Regions from separate parts of the Mus musculus genome. Here region 1 is linked to region 2. A link is a contact called in public Hi-C data. All regions are on one chromosome and are shown on one strand. Each heading gives the region's core, a stretch centred on a gene start, on an enhancer-like site or on the middle of the called end of the contact. The rest is flanking DNA. Distances are from core to core; before and after follow the strand shown.

The links. Hi-C and Micro-C count contacts between places; a contact is called where the count stands out from the background.
Region 1: a Hi-C map of uterus shows a contact between it and region 2, with 2.9 times the contacts expected there. The contact joins two enhancer-like sites. A contact is called at or near these places in 16 of 39 promoter capture datasets (the 3T3-L1 cell line, 3T3-L1-derived adipocytes, the C10 cell line and 11 more), 2 of 15 datasets of contacts at CTCF or cohesin (large pre-B cells and pro-B cells), 28 of 484 Hi-C or Micro-C datasets (the AML12 cell line, CD4 T cells, the G1E-ER4 cell line and 19 more), 25 of 115 datasets of contacts at active chromatin or transcription factors (CD8 T cells, the SCID.adh cell line, T-cell acute lymphoblastic leukemia and 18 more) and 3 of 9 other capture datasets (adipose tissue, liver and pancreatic islet).

Annotation. Positions count from the first base shown.
Region 1 is chr12:82,394,464-82,400,497 of GRCm38.p6, reverse strand. It overlaps Sipa1l1 (signal-induced proliferation-associated 1 like 1), which reads right to left. Exons shown (of 21, transcript NM_172579.3): 8 at 3,732-4,305; 9 at 2,878-3,152. Among named protein-coding and RNA genes, the nearest start is that of Gm30916, 5.8 kb to the right of the region's middle. Within about 2 kb of position 3,032, at least 68 of the 459 cell types and tissues checked have an H3K27ac peak or open chromatin away from gene starts, as enhancers often do. A contact at or near this core is called in uterus, where this site is marked.
Region 2 is chr12:82,174,840-82,180,773 of GRCm38.p6, reverse strand. It overlaps a transcript of Sipa1l1 not described here. Among named protein-coding and RNA genes, the nearest start is that of Gm30799, 110 kb to the right of the region's middle. Within about 2 kb of position 2,578, at least 16 of the 459 cell types and tissues checked have an H3K27ac peak or open chromatin away from gene starts, as enhancers often do. A contact at or near this core is called in uterus, where this site is marked.

The DNA of each region.
Region 1 (6,034 bases), core at 1,783-4,282, 220 kb before region 2:
CACCCTACCCAAAGCTCTAGGAAGGCTGACAAAGAGGAGAGTAATTACTCAGAGAACAGAGTAATTAGTTGCTAGGAAAATAGCAGTGGGAGTGTGAAGTGCGGAGGGAAGAGACAGAAGCAGAAGCCATCCTATTTTGTTGAAAACTGTAGCAAGGTGCTAATGCTTCAACTGTTCCCTTTGAAGCCACTTCTGCAGGAGCAAACAGCTTTTCAGGCCTCCAAAGGCATCTATCTGCACAGTGCACAATTTCCCACCTGCACAGAGCAGCCAGCAGGGAGGGCAAGGGCGCAGCACCCAGCTTCCCAGCGGGGAGGGCTAGGGCGCAGCACCCAGCTTCTCAGCCTAGCACCTGACATGTGCAGGCAGCAGTGCATGCCTGGAGAGGGTGGCTGTTGGTTCCCAGTGGAAGACAGATGTGGCTCCTTCATATGGTAGAGGAGTTGCCTGCTCTGATGTCAGAATGGGTTGTCCCATCTGGCCCAGTGCAGCCTTTTCCAGATTTCATGGTGGTCACTTCAAAGAGGCGAGTGGGAGAAATAACACCATGAACCAGGAATGGCACAGATTTACACTGATGTGCAGGGTAAGGGTCTGTGCCTACCTACAGAACAGCACTTACACCTGGATTCTGATGCCAGAGGAGCCTGAAAACTTACTTAAGTTTCTTCCTCTTTTGTAAGATTTATCATATTTATTTATTTATTTATTTATTCATGTGTTTATTTATGCACTTACTGTGCAGCAGGACACTGTGAGAGGACACCTGTGGGGTGTCCTCCTGACACATGGGACCCAGGGACCAACCTCAGGCCATCAAGCTCAGTGGGAGTGACCTGACTCCCTGAGCTATCACACGGGCCCTCCCTGGCTTCTTACAACATGAACAATGGTCGTATGTATCTCCTCATAGGATGGCTAAAAGAATTAAATGTGTTAATTCACGGAACTGTGTTTTTCTCTAGGACCTATAACATTGAAGTAAAACTTCAGCCAATGGTATTCCGTAACACTCCAAGGAAGATAAACCCAGCCTAGATGAGCATGGCCAGTAAGCCACCCCTCACCGCTGGCCTCGATTCCTAATAACAATGACTCAGTTTGATGGCAATGGGAGCTCCATTCTGTCCGGCCTCACAACTGCTTCATTCCAGTTCCCCATACACACCTGGAACATAGAGAAAAGAGCAGAGCCACTGTGTCTGTGACTCTGAGAGCTGAGACACTTTCTCCTGACTACAGAAACTGTCTCCTGTTTAGGGAACTCAAAGGAGGGCAGTCAGGTGACAGCAGAGGAGAGCCGGGCACTCAGAGATTGTTCTAGGTAAGAGCCCAGTTGCCCTCTGAACCACCATGTGAATCCCAGGTCAGCAGAACACTTAATGTAAGTGACAATGGACTTGGAGACTCTAGAAAAGCTGGCAGGGTCAGCAGATCCTGCTGTCCTGGACGGAGACACAGACAGGATGATCTGAGGACACTCACCCATCTCAGATTGACTAAACCAAAAAGATCTGTGGAGTCATCTTTTTTTTTTTTTTAACTCAGCTATATAAAAGAGTGTTCCTTAACCTGCTCAGACTGAATGGCCCCAGAATATTCCGACACAGGCACACAACCCCCAGGCTGCCTACCTGATAAATGGCATAAATAAATGCTATTCTGAATAAAGACTGATTTTTTTAACTGAAGTTCACTTAAGTCTTTAAGGGGCACAAATAACCCACAATAATGATTTATAGTCTACCATCTGCTAATCATAAATCCATGAGTGCTCAGACCTAGGACTAGTCATTTTAGGGAGAAAAAGAACTATGGTTTGGTTAGATTAATTATCAGTATTTATTTATGATTAATTATTAGTTAATTAATTAGATGTTGTGTGTATTTTGCATTTTTATTTTTTAGCAAGAAGACAGGGTTTCTCTGCTTACAGCTCTGGCTATCCTGGAACTTGCTTTGTAGACCAGGCTGTCCTGAAACTCACAGAGATCCACCTGCTTCTGACTCCTGAGAGCTGGAATTAAAGGCGTGTGCCACCATCACCCAGTTATGTTTTGGCTTTAACTACAAAATTTAAGACAAATTCTTAGAAAGTAGTGGCTAAAAATATACAACTTTTTTTCTCTCTTCTTCTTTTTTAATTTGATTTTTTCCAATCAGGGTTTCTCTGTGTAGCCCTGGCTGCCCTGGAATTCACTAATTAGACCAGGCTGGCATCAAACTCAGATATCCACCTGCCTCTGGCTCCCTAGTACTGGGATTTAAGGTACATGACAGCAACAACTGGCTACAAGTTTTTTTTTTTTTTTTTTTTGTTTGTTTAAAACCAACAAAAATATTTGCTAAGTCTAAAGGAGAAAAACAGTTGATTAGATTGGCTCAATCAAGCAACAAAGACGTGAAGTTTTGGTCAGTGCTGCTGGCTTGCCAGGAGCTGAACAGGCAGGAGGCTCCAGCCTTCCCTCTAGAGAAGGCAGTCAGGCATGAAGCACAGCACTGAGTCATCTGAAGCCCGTTCCTGGCCCCACAGATGCTGCCAGAAAAAAAGCCTGGAAGTCGGGCTCAGCAGAGCCAGACAGCAGGGATTAAAGCAACCATTGAGCTTTGAACATTCGTGAGGTACATGGGAGTGAGGACAGCATGAGCGCGATGCCACAGGAACAGACACTCAGACAGCCTCGATGGATGTGCTCTGCTTACAGGCCTCCGGTGCGAGATGCTGAAGATGGGTGTTGCAGCTCTTGTCTGGACTGCATTCTGCGGGAGACTTTCCACGCAGGAACCATAAGCCTCACAAGAGGACAATTTCTCTCTGGCTACTCTGCTTACTAAGAGATGTCCCATGTGGCCCAGCAGCCGTAAACTCAGACCTACCTCCGTGGGGTGCAGTCGTCATGGGGAGGGATAATGACAACCTTCACTGTGACTGATGTTCTCAAGAGATCGATCATCTGTTCATGGCTCAGGGTGGCCACTGCTACCTTGCAGATCTCCACCAGGCGGCTGCCCTGCCTCAGCCCTGCTTGCCATGCGTAGCCGTAGGGTTCTACATCCGCCACAATGCCCTCATAGTTGACATGGAAGCCAAGCTGCCCCAGCCCATTTCTTCGCAGAGTCATTTCCACAGATTCACAACCTTTTGAAACAAACTAGACAAGGAAATGAGAGGTACTCAGTTAATCATTAACAGTGGACTTGGCATTAAAGAAAATGCTGCCTTTAGTTATTCCGAACATCCGGTAGCTGGTTGGAGGGCAGGCTGGTTAGTCCTCTTCCCTAGTCTCTAATTTGGTAGGAAAACACAACACACTGGCTGCCTCCACAGGGACCAGTGGCTTTCCTGACATAGAAAAATCTGGGATAGGCTGGCAGCAAAAAGAACCTGTATTCTACTTTCAGCGGTCCTTAAAAAATAATCCATGGTGGGTTATTGACAGCTTTATTAAACAGCTTTCTCAGCAACTACAGGAACACCCGCCACCAGGGCAGTGAGACTGGGTTATGTGCAGGTGACTTCCCAGCACAAGACCCCAGACAACATGTCATCCCACCCGCCCAGGGCTGCTACTTTTCCTCAACAAACAATGGAAAGCAGGAACGTCAGATAAACTGTGTTGCTTCACTCATCAGCAAAGGAATTGCCAGAGTAGCCAATCTTGCCCCAGGCCTCTGTGCCCTGGCTTTAGTCTGCGAAACCCCAGGAGTGAGCATGGTTACAGCAGTCTCACCTGCAGCCTTCTGACAATTTCTTTGATATCTTCACCGCTAATGAAGCTCTCCACCGACACACATTCTCCCCGCTCATAGAAGATTTTGAGGCTGGTGTCGCTGGAAGTCCACCCTATGACATCTCTGCAGGAGCAATTGAAAGCCACACTCTTTGTCTCCTGCTCAATGAGGACGATGAACTCGCTGGAGATCCCAAGGAGGCAGTCGAACTCCATGGCCTTGTTGTAGTCTTTGGCCCGGACAGCCCACACAATGGCCCCCATGCTACTGAGCTCAGCTCCTGGATAAGGCTTAGACTTTTCCTTCTTCTTGGAGGCCAGAGAAATAAATGGAAACTTGCCAGAAGGGTCAATAGGTGTGTTGGTGACATTCTTTTCTGCCAGATCTTTCAGGTATTCCTGGCGGGTCCTTGTCGCCATGGCCCGGAACTTCTCTGATTTATGAGCAGCATTTTCTGCATTTATCACTTTGGCCAAAAGGAAGTCCCTGAACACATTTGACTTGGGGAAGGTGACCCCTTTAGGGATGGGAGGTCCAAAAGAAGGTACATCTCTGGACCTGGTGACTGCCACACTGAGAGACAAAGCAAAGGACAAAGGATGAGAGGTGTGTCAGTATGTCTGTCTTCTATTACACCATGGGGACGTGGGGACATGGGGACATGTGGCCGGGGCTGGTCCAGTGCAGACATGCAAGACTCTGGGTTCCCCGTCCTAAGGAAAGGGGATGCGCATGTTAGTTAAGACAATCCTCATTCTGGTCAAGAAAGAACACAAACTTCTGCTTAATTAGTCAACTTGTTAGTTTACTTCAGTTTTTTCCAGGCAGACTCTTTTTACCTTAAAGTTTCAACTTCACTTCTTTAGCAGGTAGGAGACTAACTGTAAGATCATGGTGGTTAGTCATGCTGGCTTACTGTAATGTTCCACACACCAGAATAAAAGCTATTTTAAATACCTACAGACTATATCCAGTGCGCAGGTTGCTATAATCACACAACCTTTCAGAACAGAGATTCTGTCAGAACACAGATGTGTCCTCCACTTGAGATAGAATGGCTGCAGGCGACATACACAGTCCATCAGGGAAATGTCAGGAGATACATGGCCTTTGAGAAACAAGTCCTTTCTAATAAAGCAAATACTATCTGATGGGCCATGTGTGAGGCATCGTGAGACTAGAGTGAAAGCATACCTTTGAAATAAAAACATCAATACCAATTATGACTTTTATAGAACTGCCACAATAGTTGGAAATCATGTTTTTTAACCGAGCTATTCTTTGGTCCAAATATTCTGGTTTTGGTCTGTGGTTCTGCAAGAAGCACACTGCCCTTTCCTGTCTGCTTTACGTCAGACTGACCTAAGAAAGCTTGCTCCCACCACTGCTTTTGCATACACAGAGCTAAAAAAAAGTAGGCCCATGAAAAATAACCAGCAACATCTGTATGCATCTACTAATCTTAATCTCAGAAAGAAAAATACCAAAACGTTCCTAAAACAACAAAAGTTGGGAGGAAATAAAGAGGCTGTATGTCATCCGCCAGTCTTCAAGATCACTCCTGGCACCATCAGCCAAGCCTGACAGGGCTAAGGTGACAATCCCTCTTTCCACAAGATGTAAAATTGAGTCGGCCACGAAACTGTGCACTAGAAAATGTTTTATGTGAGTTTTCAAGAGAAAAGATACAATGTGAGAGTGCTTTCAAAGTAAGCTGATGGCCCTGCTTCCCTCAGGAGTTGAGGCAAGAGGACACCGTGAGTTTTAGGCTATCCCGGATGCCTACTCAGTCTCCTAACAGCCTACAGAATGAGACCTTGGCTCATCTTCCCCTAAAAGGGGTTGGGGTGGGCTTCACTTAAGATATTCAGCTACTTTTAGAAAAAAAAAAGTCTTCATCTAATAGAAATGGGATAGACAGATCTGCAAGTGAAGGCTTTACAGTTAGAAACTGTACTTAGGTGAGATGGAAAAGCTATACATGATGCATGCTTGTCACAAGTTTATCTCTACAAGAAGACTACCTGCCTCACTTCACGACAAAGGGAGGTGTCAGCCAACACCCACTCTCTGACTGCACAAGGGAAGCCCCACACTCCCCGTGCACACATTAGGCCTAATTACACACTATTACAAAGGCACTTGTTCTTGTCACTGTGAGCTGTCTGGCTTGAATGCTGACAGCTGTGTAGTTTTCATTTGATCGTGTTAGCTTTCCCCTCTTCTGAAGCTGAGCAGAAATGCTGAAATCCAGATTTGGTAGATCTTCCCCCAGGAATCCTATGAGGATCCAGAAATGTTT
Region 2 (5,934 bases), core at 1,329-3,828:
ACCCGTTCCTCATGGCTTCAACTCCTCCATCCTCCTAGCCGATCAGATTTTCCCCTTTCCCTCTCTCCTTCCTCTGGCTGGTGGACTTGCTGCCCTATTCTCTATTCTGCCCAGCCATTGGGTGATGAGCATTTATCACAAGACAGAAAGTAAATGGTAAGAATTGTTTACCCAAACCTGAGACAGTAGATCCTTAGTATAAGCCTAACAATGTCGTGTCCAGATTGAAATGAGATATGAGTGCAAAGAATTCAGCATTTGAATAACACAAGGGTAGACTTTACAGTGTACAAAAACAAACATTATGCCTACAACTATTAACTTACTACCTAGCTTATGAAGGCCTAAAATAATGAACTATCTAGAAAATAATACATTTTCCCAATATAGTATCTTTTCATTTAAATGAAGTTACTCTGGTCAGAGCCATGTTTAAGAGACAGATCTGCACCAAACTCCCTAAAGAGCCTCCCTGATTTTATGCACGAGGAAGCTCTGACAGCCTGGGAAGCCAGAGTAAAAGTTCCCCAGGAAGCTGTCTAGGACTCAAGGATGGATCCAGGAGAAACCTCTCACCAGCCACAGTGCATGCTAGCCCATGAGCTAAGTGGTTCCAGACATCCCAAAGTCAGTAGTAAGACGGTGGAAACAAGACAGCCTTTCCTGCCTTCATTTATCTCCAAAATTCTGAGATGGTACTTCCGCATTTCACAGATAGAAAACCCAAGCTCATGAGCATTGAGAGACCAGCCCACTGCCTACTTGATGTCAACAAGCATGGCATACCCAACACGTACAAATCAACTCCCAACTTGAACTCCCCACCCAAACCTGCTCCTCCAGTCACTTCCTTTGGTCCATGGCACCTCTATTACACCAGCTGCTCTGGCAAAAACAGTGTCATCCCTGACTGCACAGTCACAGTGCAGTAAACCAGGTCAGCCCCAAGGACACACCCAGAGCCCAGGCTCTTCTCCTCAGCCCGATTTAGGCTACCAGGTTCCTCTTCAAGCACTGCTCGGGTTCTGTGAACCAGTCTGGTTTTTAAAACACAACTTTAGGGGCTGGAGAGATGGTTCAGTGGCTCAGTGGTTAAGAGCACTGGCTACTCTTCCCGAGGACCCAGGTTCAATTCCCAGCACCTAAATGGCAGCTCACAACTCTATGTAACTCCAGTCCCAGGGAATCTGACAGTCTTTTCTGTCCTCCATAGGTACTACATACACTTTATGCACAGACGTATGTAGAGAAAACACCCATTTTTTTTTCAATAACACAACTTTATATAGAAACCCTCCCACGAGCCAGGTGTGGTGGCGCACGCCTTTAATCCCAGCACTCGGGAGGCAGAGGCAGGCAGATTTCTGAGTTCGAGGCCAGCCTGGTCTACAAAGTGAGTTCCAGGACAGCCAGGGCTATATAGAGAAACCCTGTCTCGAAAAACCAAAAAAAAAAAAAAAAAAAAAAAAAAAAAAAAGAAAGAAAGAAAGAAAAGAAACCCTCCCAGGGTGTCTCACCTCACCCAGCACTACCTATTGATGCACCCACCTCTCTGAAAGAAAGAGTGTCTTCCATCTACAGGGCACTCGGTGAGTATGGTTCACAGGTAAATGAAAGAACAACGGCCAGAATCACGTGTAGCATGTAGCAGAGCCAATGAACATCTTCCAGTGTTCTTTGGCAACTATGAGGCCAAATTTACAGCAGCCAATGGACAGCCCTCCCTTTGGGGAAAAAACCTTATATTTTGCTTAGCATAACTGAATCTTTTAATGTATAATCAATACTACATTAGAGTTTCAGCAAGTTAAACTGGAAATGCTAACTTTACAAAGACACAAAAACTCTGAACGTGGACCAGCTGGCAGCACAGGCAAATGCCAGGCTGATTGGCAAAGCCCGGCACTCAGACCTCCAGTGTGGCTGCATTTGGTAAGCACCTTTCAAGAGCTCCATGCACAAGCAAGCTGGGCTCTCCAAGACTCAGACCAGAGCACCTAGGAGTCAGGTTCTCACGTTAGAGCCCACCACCCATATGGTGTAAGAATGGGTCTCTTGGATGATACTACTAACAGGAGAAAGACTGGACTCGAAAACACCAGGCACCAAAAGGACCTGGAAAGAGAAAAACCTTCCAGAGCCAAGTCTAAGTAGGAATTGTTTTTGGATCAGCATAAAACTAATGTTTAAGCATTAACCATTGCAGAGTTTTCTTGCTAAAGTGTCTTAAGAGAAAAGAAAAAACAAAAACAAAAACAAACCACCAGCAGCAGCAACAAAAACTCTAAATCTCTTTCTCCAGAGCTTTCAAAAATGTTTCCAGCATCAACTACTCAAAGCCTTAAATCTCACTGGATACAACAATTAACTCCAGCAATATTAACAATAGGCTCTAAAGGAAACTTCACTCAGCTCAACCCCACCTCTTTTTCAAAGGAAAGGATGCTTGGTGTATAGATATTCAACAATGAGCAGCAGACTTGTTACATGAACAAATGAAAGGCTAATAACTAAGGTCTAGAAGGTTATGGCTCTTCCAACAGCTGACAGCGAGACCCAGGGTTATCCAGGACCAGGGAGGTTGCTCAGTTCCCTTGAAATAAACTGGATGTGGGAGTGGGAGAAACCAAGACTGGATAATTCCCTGGGTCTTAGGAAAACTGCAGCCAAGATATATTACAGGCAGTTTCCTTAGTTTTCTTAATTAGAAAAGCACTTGATGAAATAAATTTTGCCAAAATGTATCTCCTTGGAAACCAAGAAACAAAAACTGTTTCTTTTCTCCTCTGCATAAAGAACATTTAATAAGGACTATTTTCATAATAAACAGCTATAACTGTTTTGTATCAGAAGTAAAACAGGTAGCTTTCACTAGTGAATAAACCCAGGCTTGGAGAGATGGCTCAGTGGTAGGAGCACTAACTAACTGTTCTTCTAGAGGACCTGGGTTCCTGACATTCACACAGCAGCTCACAGGTGGACTGTAAGTCCAGTCTCAGGGGATCCAATGCCTCTTCTAGCCTCAGTGGGCACCAGGCAAGCATTTGGTACACATAAATGCATACAGCCATACATACAAAATAAATCTTCAAAAAAAAATTTCAAATTGTTTCTAGAGACTTCATTAAAGACGCATATAAAGCAGCAGGACCCACATGAGACCCTAGTGTGATGGGAGGTAGAGACAGGGAGAAGCCTAGGCCTTGCCAGCCAGCCAGCCTCACCTCGTCCAGGAGTTCCAGGCTAATGAGAGACCTGTCTCAAAAATATAAATAAACAACAAACAAAGAAATAAAATAGAAACAAAAAGAACTGATACCCAAAGCACAACACCCAATGCTAACGTCTGCCCTTTACCAACGCTGACCTCTGGCCTCTACTCAGTATCGTGCCTGAACACACACAGCATACCCACTGAATTAATGCAATCTTCAGGACTACATCAAGGTTCTTTCTGAAACTTCCTCTAGATGCTGACTCTGTACACATTCTTTGCAAATCAGGAAATGCTGGACACATGACCCTTACCATACTACCTGCAAATGATAGACGGCCTCACACACATTTTGCCATTTAAATCACTTTACTGCCTTCTTCAAATGTGTCTGGTCTCCTCAAAAAACAAACAAAAGAAAGAAAAAACCCAGAAACGTTATTTTAGCTTTTCATGTGCCTATCACTCAATGTCTAGCCCTGTGAAATGAAAAGTACCCCCTAAGGAACCAACACCAACAGAACGGAATCACCTCTGTGGAAACGAACCCAGTACACAGTCAAAGGAGCTTGAGCACCAGTCACTGGGGAAGGAAAGTGTTGCCTTCTCAACAGTCGGTGCTAGGAACTGTGTGAGGTCCACAGGCAAAAGAATATAGCTTATCTTATAGGTTATTAAAAATTAGCTCAAAAGTGGGTCAAGAGTCTAGATAAAGTCTAAAACTCTTAAACTGTTTGAACATGGAGTTGGAGTAATGGCTCAGCAGATCAGAGGCTCCAGAGGATCCAGGTTCGGTTCTCAGCACTCACATGGCGGCTCACGACCATCTAGAACTCCAACGTCAGGGACTCCACCACCCTCTTTAGCCTCTATGGGCACTTGGCATGCATGCAGTCCACAAATACTGAAAGCAAAACACTCATACATATAAAATACAAAGAATAAAATGTTTTCAAAACTTCCTTGCCTCGAACACAACCAAGAGAAAAAAAGAACCTACAGAGGAAGTACTTGTAAATTACGTATCTGATAAAGGTCTGATAGCTAGAATATACAAATTAACTCTTAAAATTAAAAAAAAAGAAAAATAGAAAGTAAAGAAAAATGGGCAGAGTACTTGGAACAGATGATGACCAAGAACCATCAGAGGGCATGCAACAGCACTACCCACCAGGAGCCATCAACACAATGAGATTCCACCTCAAGTACCTGCATAGCCACAATACAGAAGGGGGTGGTGGCAAGCATTGGTGAGAATGTGGACAAACTGCAAGTTTGGTGACCTACTGCTGAGACTATAGAGTTGAAGTGCAACTACCATGGAAAACGTTATGGTATGAAAAGCTCCTCAAAAAACTAAAGCGAGCACCACACATGGCCCAACACTGTCACTGCTAAGTCAGCATGCAGAAGAACTGCATGCAAGCTCTGAGGACAGCTGTGTGTCACTGCTTCCAACCAGACTCAGGCAGAGGCAGACAGATCTCTAAGAGTTTGAGGCCAGCCTGGTCTACAGAGTGAGTCCAGGTCAGTCAAGGTTCTGTGACACAGAGAAGCCTTGTCTCAAAAACCACTAAGAGTCAGCAAGGGGTAAACACATCCCACCCACACAGCCATCCTACGGCCATGTACTACACGCCGGCTTCCTTGAGGACATGCCTAGTGAGATAAGCCAGTCACTTAAGGGCAAACACTGCCTAACTCCTCTTATGTGTGATGTCTGGGGATAACCAAATCAAAGAGACAGAAAGTTGGCAGTCACCAGGGGCTGGGATAGGAGGGAGAAGAAAGTAAAAGTTGTATGATGTACAGTTTCAGATACAAAAGTTTTTGGGTTTTTTGTTTGTTTTTCAATCTTAGAGCTCTATTTCACAAAACGGTAAGTAGGCTTAAAACCACCAAACTATATACACTTGTGTTTCTCGTACAATGTTTTTAGTGGATCATACAATTACCAAACTGAATTGACATGTCCCAGCCACACTGCAAAATTGCCTGACCTTTACCTGTAGGCAACCAGTTCTAGATTCCTTCTAAACTACCTTTCTTCAATAAACAGAACTGTGTTGAAGATCTGGGGGCTCTGTCCCTTTCACGTATCCAAAGTGAAATCTCAATGACCACAGAGAGCTACTAACACAGATCCAAAGATCATACAAAGTCACTCTGGAAAGAAGCAAGATATAACCACCTACCAAGACACCCACCAGGCTTCCCTGGTGCCTGGCTGCAGTAACCAGGCCTCCTCACGGCCTCTCTCCCCAGCACACACCCTACCCAAGGGGCTTCAGGCTATACGGTACGTTGAAGCCAGATCCAGAGCAATCCCAACAGAGCAAGCATTAGACTGTAACAAGCCTTTCTGTGACCCTGCTAGTACTCCAGGACTCTCACCCACTGAAACATCATTTCCTTATACAGTTGGCATCCTTCCTTTACCGACGCACATCAGCACTGAGGGCCTAATTTTAAAAATGACAATAAACTGTGAAGTAGTGTAGGAATTTCTCTATCTGGAGTCAGGGTTAGGAACTCCATTCAAGCCTAGGTATAGTTCTCCCACACAACTGAGCTAGGGGTCACACCCCCACCCCCATCACCACACACAAATGCACACACATCAACCACAGGCTACTTAGAAGTTAGAGCCCAGTATGCTAACTAGTGAGCTCTTCTGAAGTCTCCAGGGGAGCGTGGGAAGGGGAAAATGACCAGCCCCA